Linked DNA regions of Gossypium hirsutum: region 1 is linked to region 2. Evidence: chromatin contacts called from public Hi-C data. All regions are on one chromosome and are shown on one strand. Each heading gives the region's core, a stretch centred on a gene start, on an enhancer-like site or on the middle of the called end of the contact. The rest is flanking DNA. Distances are from core to core; before and after follow the strand shown. Region 1 holds the start of LOC107934554. Region 2 holds the start of LOC107934549.

The links. Hi-C and Micro-C count contacts between places; a contact is called where the count stands out from the background.
Region 1: a contact with region 2 is called in a Hi-C map of leaf, with 2.1 times the contacts expected there. The contact joins the promoter of LOC107934554 here to the promoter of LOC107934549 in region 2. A contact is called at or near these places in 4 of 34 Hi-C or Micro-C datasets (callus and leaf).

The regions. Positions count from the first base shown.
Region 1 is chrA10:110,651,288-110,656,976 of Gossypium_hirsutum_v2.1, reverse strand. It overlaps LOC107934554, which reads left to right and starts at 1,698. Exons shown (of 6, transcript XM_016867008.2): 1 at 1,698-1,932; 2 at 3,042-3,259; 3 at 3,344-3,539; 4 at 3,818-3,855; 5 at 3,946-4,013; 6 at 4,838-5,414. The coding sequence starts at 1,900. The coding sequence ends at 4,992. LOC107934529 (putative ribosomal large subunit pseudouridine synthase SVR1, chloroplastic) reads left to right here. Exons shown (of 10, transcript XM_016866978.2): 10 at 1-136.
Region 2 is chrA10:110,443,938-110,449,914 of Gossypium_hirsutum_v2.1, reverse strand. LOC107934549 reads right to left here and starts at 1,365. Exons shown (of 2, transcript XM_016867000.2): 1 at 1,236-1,365; 2 at 1-15. It overlaps LOC107934545 (dehydration-responsive element-binding protein 2A), which reads left to right and starts at 3,518. Exons shown (of 1, transcript XM_016866997.2): 1 at 3,518-4,551. The coding sequence starts at 3,763. The coding sequence ends at 4,467.

The sequences.
Region 1 (5,689 bases), core at 449-2,948, 210 kb before region 2:
ATGTCATTTCTCATCGAAATGGATAAATGTTGCCAGAAAATCCCCGTCCCTTGTTTGGAAAAGCCATAATTCTCGAATTACAACTGTGTTAAAATCATTTATTCATAGATGGAAGCCCCCAGTAGATTCTTTTCCATCCGCTTCAGTATTTCTTTTATCTTCCATGTCCAAGTTACTCTTTTTAGGAGCAATTATTTTTCAACTCAGGATAATAAATGCCAAAAATTAAAGCCCATCCAGTAATGAGTTACTGCTCCTCTTTCCCACAAATGAATAAACGGCACCAAAACAGCAGCAAGAAGCAGTAGTGGTTTTTTTTTTTTGGCAAATTGAGGTCTGGTTGGGTCAAAAGAGTTTACCAAAGACTCGATCTGTTTAAAAATTAAGTCTCGTTTTTTTATCTAAACTTATTTTGAGTTTATATTTTTGTCCAAATTGTTTTAGAGTAGATTTTCAGGCTGGACTGGATGTCTAGACCCATAATCGAGTTTAATTGACAAGATTTTAATCAATAATATTAACTCAGCTAGCAAGTTTATAATTAGATAAAACTACGTAAAGAAATGAAAACTATTTTAGTTGCAAGCCTGGTGATGGTACAGCCAAAATAAAACATAAACAATGATGTTGCAAGTCTGGTGACGGTACAGCCAAAATAAAACATAAACAATGATTTATCCACATTAAAAAAGAAAGATTCTGAGATTTCATATTATATTTCCATAGGATGATGTCTTGGAGGTGGATTTTGTCTTGCACTAACACAACAAAAAGTTCATAGGGACACTGGATTAAATTATGAAATCAGAATAGGACAAAATATTACATGCTTTCACTAAAACATAGGCACTTTTATCTAAATAATATAATACAAAATTAAGTTACAGAATGATATGAATTGAAAATTATTTATTGAAATAATAGGGTTTTTCATAATAAAAATGGACCAAAAAAATAAAATAGAAAAGCATATTTAATATCAAGTGAAAAATAAAATTTTATCTATTTACTTACTTATGTGTTGTTTTAAATTATCAAAACAAATAAAATTATAAAATAAATACTTTTATGAATGAAAAAAATTACTTTTTAAATAGTGTTATAAGAAATTAATAACAATCATAGATAGTGATGTGATGATTGTTCATTTCATTCCTTTCTATAAAGTTGGAGGTTCAATTCTTGAACACTATTAATCTCATCATAATGAATTTTTGGGTTTTTGTATACCTATATGATCATTTGGTACTTGCTTATCTATTTACTATTATGAATTGGGCAATATTTTTTTTTTGATCCAAGCTCGACTCAGAATATTATGTTATGAAATAATATTATATTAATTATATATGTTAAATAATAATTATATAAATTTATATTTATAGTAAATCACTAATCCAATAACAATTAAACTTACTGCTTAAGACTTAAAAAAACTTATCTAACTAAATAACTAACCTAAAATATAAAATATAAAATTTTATATTCAATCCAGTAAAATATTTATTTGTGTTTTTTATATAATAAAATATTTATTATATTTATGATAATTTTTTTAATATAAATACTTTTTGATATATTTTTAATATGTTAAAAAATTTTTATTTAAAATTTTTAATACATTTAGTATTTTATAATTTTTTATAAAAATTAATTTAATAAAATGGATATAAACGGATCAGATCAGATCCAAATTTAATTTTCTTAAATCAGGCCAAAAAAAAACCAAACTCATTTTTGCGGCTGAGCCAGGGTGTAAATAGCTAGCCCGGCCCCGCCATGATTACTTAGGATACCTATATATATTAGAGGGTTTGCGCTTTACAAAAACCCTACTTGTTCCATCTCTCTTTTCTCTCTTTTCTGCGAGGTACTGGGACATTGAATTCCAAAGTCAACATGGAAGCTAGGGTTTATCTCCGTCGAGTATGGGTAATTTTCTTTTCTTTCGTAAACTAATCAAAAGCAGATGTCAACTCTTTTCTTCCCATTGTTAAAACTAAAAGCAAGAGGTGGTGGCAAAACCTCCTCTCCTCTCTCTCTCTCTCTCTTTTTAAATACATTCAAAGTATTATTGTTGGTTTCTTCTCTGTTTCTATTTTTGTTTTTGGCAATAGCCATTGTATTTTACGTTTGTACTTGTATTTGATTTATTGTTAAAAAAGGCCTATGTTAACATATATACAAAATGAAAAAAAAATCGATTCAATTAGATCGGTTCTGCCAACTAAAGTTGGTCGATTCGATTTTTATAGATTAATATTGGTTAAATTCAAATAATCTAAATCCAGTTTTTACTCAGGTATACCGATCATATCGAAAGGTGGCAGAGACACCGGTTCAGGCCGGTTCAGTGATTCGGTCTTGAAAATCAGTCAGCATTCAATTTTTTCTTTTCTAGGTTAGGGTTTTAAAAAAAAGTTTTTGGGTTAGGGTTTACTTTAGGGATTACTGGGAGCATGGGTTTAGTTCGGGCTTTATTGTTTAAGGTAATTGGACTTAGAGAGCCCAAAGTATATACAGCAAAATACATCTGGTTTTCTGTGTTTTTGTATGATGGAGCCTCCGTTGCCTTTTCACTTGCTGTTTTAGGACCTTCTTCGCTTGCTTTGGGTATGACCTTGCCTGAACAGAAAAAGAAAGAATCTATTATTACTCTGTCTCAGATCTAACCCTGTTTTTTTCCCCTTCATTTGTTTTCCCATAAACATATTTTATTTCTAGGATTTAATTTAGGAATTACTGGGAACATGGACTTCTCTTTCTTTTTCGGTTTACAGTCCAGTTTTCTTTCCTTTTAATTAAAGATTGGAGTGGCAAGGGTTAAGGAAATCAAAGTTGTATTATTTTGTTCGAGATCATTTTTAGGTTTTTATTTTTCTAAAAATATTCTGAAAAAGATTTGTTGAGAGGTCAAATTTTGACGAGGCTGTCTAGCTTGAGCAAATCTCAAATCAGTTTCTTCATAAATTTCGCTTTGTGATCCCTTTCTACTTTGATTTTAACTTGCTTGGTTTTCAATTCTCCATCACTTGTTGCAGTTTCAATTTAGTTTTCTGCTGATATGGATCCTAGCAGTACAAGGAGCTAGCCAGACCCAGACCCAGACCCCATCATTACAGTACGGGGCAATCGTGAGGGGCAATAAGAATGATCCTTCGTCTATGTCCAGGTCCCCTTCACCTGCGAACGGCCTCGGACGGAGCTGCAACGTTGTTGACCTATGTAGGCAAATAATTCTGAGCCTGACTGACATCAAGTGGGTACAATGAAAACCCAGGTTTATTTTTCTTTGGTTTTTCGTTTCAATTTTATTCCCTGATGTTAGAGAATATCGATCCAGAGGGACTCGAGTTGAGACTGTTGTTAATGTTACGATGAGGGAGGGAACTTTGAACGGCAGCGTGGCGGGCTTGGAGGCATTGGCTGCCGGGGCTACTCATTGGTTTTATAACAAAACCCACTCCACTGGTCAATTAAACTTCACAATGGACCCAATTTCCAATGCCGTAAATGCATCGACAATGCTAGACTTAGAGGTAAAATTTCCCTCTCTCTCAAGCATGAGATTTACTTTTCAATACAATGATTTTAGTATTATTGCCCATTTGAGTCCCCTCTGTAGTCAATTTTCATTCAATAAAATTGTTAACAACTCATAAAGGTTAGGGAGTTCTTGAAATTGTTACTGCTTACATCTGTTAACAAACTCTGTTTGAAGGCAAACAATTCACTAAAGCAAGTTTTTTTTTTGGTTTCATCTAAGCATCTGTTTCTCAATGATTTTGAGATTTTAAGAGTCTGAGCTTTGTTGCAGGCTGTTTCTCGAGGCATTGTTCATGCGAAACCGGACATGTTAGGATTTTAATTTAATCTTAAGTTCTTTTAAGTAAAATTGGTATACAACTATTAGGATATGGAGTTTTTAATTTCCCTTATTTATAGGTATGCACCAACCTCTACTAATGACTCGGACATAGCTCCTCGGGTCGCCGGTTATTTTGTGACAAAAGGTATTTTCGAGTCACTTTGTTTCGGTCAAATTTGAGATTTAATATTTATGCTTAAATGTTTTGCTTGATAGAGTCGAAAGAAAATGTAGAATGATAGAAAAGTAAAAGAAATATTTCTTCTTTCCGTTCCTGCTTAGTTGAGATGGTTCGATGTTTAGAAAGGTAAAAACTGTTAAAATTTTGGTTCGCAGATGCGTAACATTTAAAATTGTTTTATGAAATAAAAATTGTAGTGTAGAACAGAAATGGAAAGAGAGCAAAGAGAGTTTTCTATTGTGTAGATAATACAAACAAAGAAAGTCATATAGCATAGTGAGTTAAATGAAAACTTTTAAATAGTTTGGGGATCAAATGGTAACTTTTTTTCAGTTAAGTGATCAAAGTGAAAGTTTATTCATAATTTAGGTACTAATAATGTAATTTACCCAATTTTGAACTAATATACAGTCTCTCATTTTCTCCCCTTTATGATTTCACTTTGTAAAGATTGAATTTTATGTATGAGGATGAAAAATGATTATCTCTTTTCTTATCACTTTTTCATTTTCTCCTCTTAGTTTTTTACTTTTCGACCCAAGCATACGCACCCCCTAGATTCGATGAAGTTGGTATGATTGCATTATTGTATCGGTGATGATTAGACTGAATTTAAATTGAAATAATAGAAGGATTTAGTTTTTATTTTTATTTTTATTTTTAAATAAAATAACTAAATTTTAAACATAATTCTAGCTAAATTTCAAATTGGATTATCAATATATTTTGATATATATTTTTTCTATTTTACAAAGATGATCTTACTGAAATGATACACTGTGGAACAGCTAATTCGACTTCAAATGTGGTGGATTTGAGATTCTACGCTATTGATGAAGTCAGTGTTGAGGAAGATGATATGAAACTAGTCTTGAAATGTGCTGAATCTATTTTACTCGCTGGGAAAGCTTATTCTTGCACTTCGTTGCAGAAGTGCTGTTGAAGAAGTACTGTAATAGGGTATTAAAAAGTATATCTTTCAAGTTGATTGAGTCTTAGTTTGATTGAAATGGTATTATTGCTAATGCAGGAAAATGTAAGTGCATTGAAGTGCATTATTTTGTTCGAAAAGCCAATTCGAAGTGCTGTTGATGTATTGTAATAGGGTTTTAAAAAGTAAATCATTCAAGTTGATTGATTTTTAACTTGATTGGTATTTACATTCTTATTAATGTAGGGGGACGTTAGTTCAAGTTTAGTGAAGTTCATTATCCTCATTCGAAAAGCTTATTCTTGCACTTCGATGAAGAAGTGTTGTTGAAGTATTGTAATAGGGTATTAAAAAGTAAATTATTCAAGTTGATTAAGTTTTAGTTTGATTGACATGAATATTTTTGTCAATATAGGAGGAGCTGAGTTTGTGTATTATTTTTCTATTTATGGGTTGAGGAAGGATATAAGATTTTTTAATTTTATTAGGATTATTTTAGATTGAAGTTATTTGTATCTTTTTATTTATATTATTTTTTGTTAAGTTTAATAAAGGTGGATTTTTGAATTTCAAAATAAAATTAAATCAAAGTTGAATAAATTATTTAATCAATTTAAATTTATTATAGAATTAATGATTATTAGAAATAAATTTAAAAATGAAATATAATAAATTACTATAAATTTTAATTAATTAACTAATAACATAA
Region 2 (5,977 bases), core at 116-2,615:
TGCTTTGTCAAAAATCTCGAGAATGGGGAAATGCATATCAAAGTTTGGCATTGGAAATGTTAATATAAATTTGGCGTTGGAAATGTTAATTATCATTTTTTAGAAAGATAATACCTTCAAGAAATCTTCCTAGTCTTCTTTAAATTTTTTTTTTTTAGAAATATGTGATTACTTGAAATTTAGTTTTTTATTTTATTTTTTAAATTTCAAAAATTCAAATTCGACTATTAACACTAATTTTGTTAAAATTATTAGTGTGACAATTTAAAGTATAAAAAAATTCACTTAGTAACAATATAATTAAAAAAAATTGATACTGTAAAAATAGTCACTTATTTACTATTAAGTTCCATTAGCTCCCTAACGGTGATAGTATGTAACAACCCAAATTAAATTTATTAATTAAAAATCTATCTTCATCCCAACAACTGAACATTCAAGTTAGCATTTTGACTATCACATAAGACTATCTTTAAAGAGATAAGAGAGTTTAATAATAGATTGACGACATCGTAACAAAACAAGAGTGATTCGATTATATATAATCCAAGACAAACAAGAGGTTTGAATTTTATTTTAATTTTAGAGATTTCTTAACAAATATATGTTAACTTAAGCGAATTTCTTATAAATTGTTTGGTGATTCGGTTCGTAACATAACAATATAAAACTAAAAATATTCTGTTAAATTAAATCGTAATTCGGTTCATAACTTATGTCATTCTATTTAAATTTAATTTGATTAATGTTTATATATCCAATAATTAGTAACAACTATAGATACTCTCGTGAGTTAATGGATTTTGATTGTAAAACCAACAGCACCACGATAATTTTCAGATTAATTCCTATACCAGTTCATCGCTTCAGAACCCTAATTCATATTCTTCCCGAAAGGGTCTTAAACTCCTACGGATTCTTCTTTCTGGGAAAAAAAAACTTTCAATTTATACCAAATCATTCCCACACAATTTTTTCCGGGAAAAAAATTACAAAGCAGAAAGATTTTGACATGTACGGTTTAATTCCATACAGTTTACAATTTGTTCCTTTTAAGCAATTCATTCCTCAAAAAAAAAAACTCAGAAAAATAAGCATAAATTCTTCAAATTCATTCATAATCATAACCAGCCATCTTCGATATAAACCAAGAAAAATAGCAAAAAACCAGAAAATCAAAATGCGATATAGACTTTGATCTGTTCGATTGGAAAACGAGAGGGAAAATGACTTACCAAAAATCCCGCAAGTGGAACGGTTACATTTGCGTAAGAAGAAGAAAATCTTCCAAGTTGATCAGAAATAGAAAGATTCAAAATCTTCAAACTTGAGCATAAATTTGTTTTCATATATAGTAGTAGTAATAAGTTTGTTACAAATAAACTAATTAGTGGATTGCTCCCAACAAAAACCTAATTAGTGGATTCCCACACAAAAGGGAAATTTTGTTTTATAGCTTTGTTTTGGTCTAATTTTAAATTCAATCCCTCTATTTTATAAAATTAAAAATTTAATCACTTTTATTTTAATTTATTAAAATTTGATCTCGTACTAAAACTAGCTGATCAAATATCAATGGTTCTTGTAAAATTTAAATCTGCAAATTTGTTTAAATAATATTTTTAAAAAGAAAAAAAAGTGTAATGGATTCAGATATTCTAATTAGAATTCATTACCAAAAAGGGCAAAACGGATTTAGATATCCATTACCGCAAAAATAAAGTGGATTTGGATAATGAATCGACATAATCCATTGCAATCTATTGAAAATTGAGAAATCGGTCCAATCAAGTAGCACTACTAAACCATGACTTAGATTACTGAGTTAAAAATTAACTGTTTATCAATTTATAATATATGGAATCAGCAGAAATCATCTGTTCAAGTTCATTTATTTACCTAGAAATGGACTAATTTCTCAACTTCCATAAAATACGAGGATTGAATTATGATAAATTAAAAAAAATAAAGAGACTAACTTCTAAGTTTTCATAAAGTAATGGATGAAATTTATAATTTTACCATATCTTATTTTTGGAATTTTCTCTTCAAATACATCACTGTCTACACTTTACGAGTCATTGTATGGTGAGTCGTTTTCGGATCTCATATTGACATCAGAATAGACCATCCTTATCCACAGACCAGAAAATTTAGGATCTCATTTTGTTGGAAATAAAATATTTTTATATTATCTATTTTAAAATTAGAGTTATCAGTGGGTTCCAGAGGTGAATTTAGAGGGATAACATGCGCCGGCCACTTTAAAATACAAAATTACTATTTACATCATTTGTTTTTTTTAAATTTTAAATTAATAAAAATAAAATTATACTTTAACCCTTTAAAATTATAAAATTTGATTTGATCATTTAAAAATTATAAATATATAAATTATAAAAATTAAAATTTCATTACACCCCTTAAAAATTTATTCTGGTTTCGCCCCTGATGGGCTAGGCTAGGTTCTGACCAAAATGTTAGGTCCGTTTACTAGACTTGGTCCGATCTAAAAAAAGGTTTAAATTTTTATCTAAGCTCAACTCGGTTCAGCCGTATTAAATTTTTTATATTATTTTAAAAAATATAATATATTAAAAATACTAAAAATATTAAAATAAATGTTTCCTAACAAATTAAAAATAAATAAAAAATATGTATACTTAAATAAGACTAAGATAAGTACAAAATTAACAATAAAACAAAAGTTATATAATATCCAAATAATAACAACCAAATAGTGGTAATATAATAATAGAATGGTAACAAAATAGTAAGAAAACAAAATATAAAAGTAAAACAACAAGAAATTGCAAAAAAATAGTAATTTTTTCAAATTTGGGTCAGGTTAAGCTTAGGCTAAAAAAAGCATTACCCAAGACCTGACCAATTTAAAATCACTCAAGCTCATTTTTTAAATTTATATTTTAAACTCCCCTATTTTTAGAGTGGGCTTACAAGCCGGACTGAATAACCGGACTTATAAATAAATCTATTTAAAATATCTAATTATTAAATTAACTAGATTTGTTTATTTTGAATAAAATATTTCTAAAAAAATTTCTACCTTCTTCAATGTTTGTTTCTAAAAAAGGTAAGTTCGGCTGAAATATAATTATTTGAAAGAAAATGGCATATGGGCCTATGGTTGGTCAAAGCCTATATTGACTTATGACAGAAAAGTCCTTATAGCGCTAACAAAGCTAGTTTGTTTAGTAGTAGCTTGCCTAGTAGTTAGTTAGTGGCACACATCTGTAATCAACTCAAAGAACCAGGGTTAAAGACGGAAACCGAGTAAAACAAAATTCTTCGAAAGGAAGTAAACTAAGGATAATCTCTAGAATACACAGGGGAAAACCAGGTGACACGTGCCAGCTGTCTCCTGGCGACGAAACATCATTCAAAACAACTCAGTATCCGACACGTGTCTTTTTTATAATCTTTTAAAACAAATTCAAATTAATGAAAATAAAAGGTGCAATAAATATCTCCCGGAAAAGTATTAAATATCATCCTCAGTTCTCAGAGTGTCAAAGATCTTTCCTGCTCTCCAAGATTTCACTTTCAAGAAAAACGTTCACGAAAGCAAAAAAAAAAATTCCTTAAATTCATCAAAACCCAGTTTAAAACTAAGCTTTGTTCATTGTTTTTCGTTCGTTTTTGTTCTCTCTCTTTTTGAGCTTGTTTGTTTTGGTTATCCCCTGTTATTGTTTCTGGAGATTTCTGGGGTTTTCTCGTTTGAAATTTTTGGGAAATTTTGGTATGGGTTTTAAGGATAATCAAAACCCGGAGATGGGTTCGTCTTTGTTTCCGGTTTCTTCACGTAAAAGGAAGAGACGGGACGGGTTATCAGTGGCGGATACTTTGAAGTTATGGAGTGAGAACTCGGAGGCCAAACAATCACGTAAAGCGCCGGCGAAGGGTTCCAAGAAAGGGTGCATGAAGGGTAAAGGCGGGCCGCAGAACCAGAACTGTAACTACAGAGGCGTACGGCAGCGTACATGGGGTAAGTGGGTAGCGGAAATCCGCGCTCCGAATAAAGGGAAACGTCTCTGGCTCGGCACTTTCCCTACTGCCGTCGAAGCTGCTTCGGCTTACGACGAAGCCGCCAAAGCCATGTACGGTGCCAAAGCGATCCTTAACATGCCTCAGGGTTCCGATTCGGACTCAGTCGCCACTCCTTCACATGGGTTTTCTCAGGCTACAACTACAACAACGGCCACTTGCGGTGGCTCTGAGTCCGCTATGGATGGTCCTGTTGATTCTGAAGCGCCGTCGACAAGTGGTGCAATGGATATGAAAGGTGAAGGTGGTGAGGTTAATAGAAGAGGGGATGATACAGATTATAGCTGGCTTGAAGGATTGGAATCGTTGCAGTTCTTCGATGACATTCCAATGGATTATGTAGGGAATAATAGTGTGTGGGATAATTGTGAGCTTTTTGATATTGATGAGTTCCTTGCTTGACTTGTACGTTACAACATTTTACATGTTACAGATTTTGTACCCTTGTTTTTAAGTGAAATTATAGTCAGAAAAGAATGTTTAAAAGATGGCACAACTACTTGCACACATCTTCACTACATTTGTTGTTTTGTTGTTTTTAAGGTACACGAAGAAATCGAGTACCCATAACATCCTTACAGTTAGATCAAATTAATTTTTCTTCTTCTTCATTAAAAAGTAACTTTTGAATGTTAAAGTACATATAACATATTATAGTAACTCTCTGTTATCACATTAATTTTTAATTGTTTACTCTTCGATCCAATTGGTGGTGTTTCAATACTCGGGCTGAATTACTTGAAATATAAAAGTTTTTAACTGTTAATTAGAATGAAGTTTATTTTAAATATACCAATCAAATCGAAATATTTTAATTAATTTGGCCTATTAATCGAATAATCAAAATTTACATGTTTTTGCTTTTTGATTAAAATTAATACAAATCGTATAAAAACATACATTGCTAATGTTTATTTCTTTTATTTAATAGTTTAAACAATTGTAGATAGAGGTGAAAATAACAAGTAAAAAATCAGAGCAGTAGATAAGTCTTGGAAGTTAACAATCAAACACTGCGTAAGTATTGAAAACAACAAATATTTTGGTTAATTAATTAATTCGGTTAATTATTTTATTTTGAATCAAATTAACCGATAATTAAAACTCTAAAATATTATTTATCAACCTCCTATCGAACTAAATTTGACTACTAATTAATTAATTAGATTAAATTAATTTAATCAATTAATTCGATTCTACCATAACTATGAACACCGATCCTTTTCATAAAAATTTTACCTATAAAATTCATATAAACATATGAAAATGGTGGAAGTTGACACATATGAAACTCGAAAATGGGTTTTTTTTCCTTTTAATTTATTGATTACTATTTTTAAATTATTGTATATTTAGTAATTATACAGTTATATTGGATATTAAATTTGGAGTCAAAATGTATAATAATTAAATTCAAAATGTTGTCTAAAGCATATCAGTGGACTCACCAAGTTTCTTGAGCTTGGGTCAGAACATAGATTCAACGACAATCGAAAAAACCTACTTTTAAAAGCAATATGGTGTTTGAAAAAAATTGAGATTTAGACAAAACATAGGTTTAAGAATGATTGGAGAAGTGCTCTTTTTATTTACTTTATTAGGAAAGATTAGTGATGACTCTTGTCTGTGGGCGTACAAAGGTTCATCTATCAAATCAGAAGGCTGTCTGAAATAGTTGAAATAAAAATATATTTACTTATTTGGTGAAAATTAAAGAAAGTCAAAGTTGAGATCACCATTTGACCTCTTTTCTTTGTATAATATAATAAGTTGAGTATTTGTTTTGACAAATTTATCATGATTTGATCCAGTTTAATCATATAATTAAGTTGACTATTTGTTTCTAACATGTAAGACCAAGTTTATTTTGATTTGATGATTTTTGTTTAATTTAATGTTGAATATTTATATT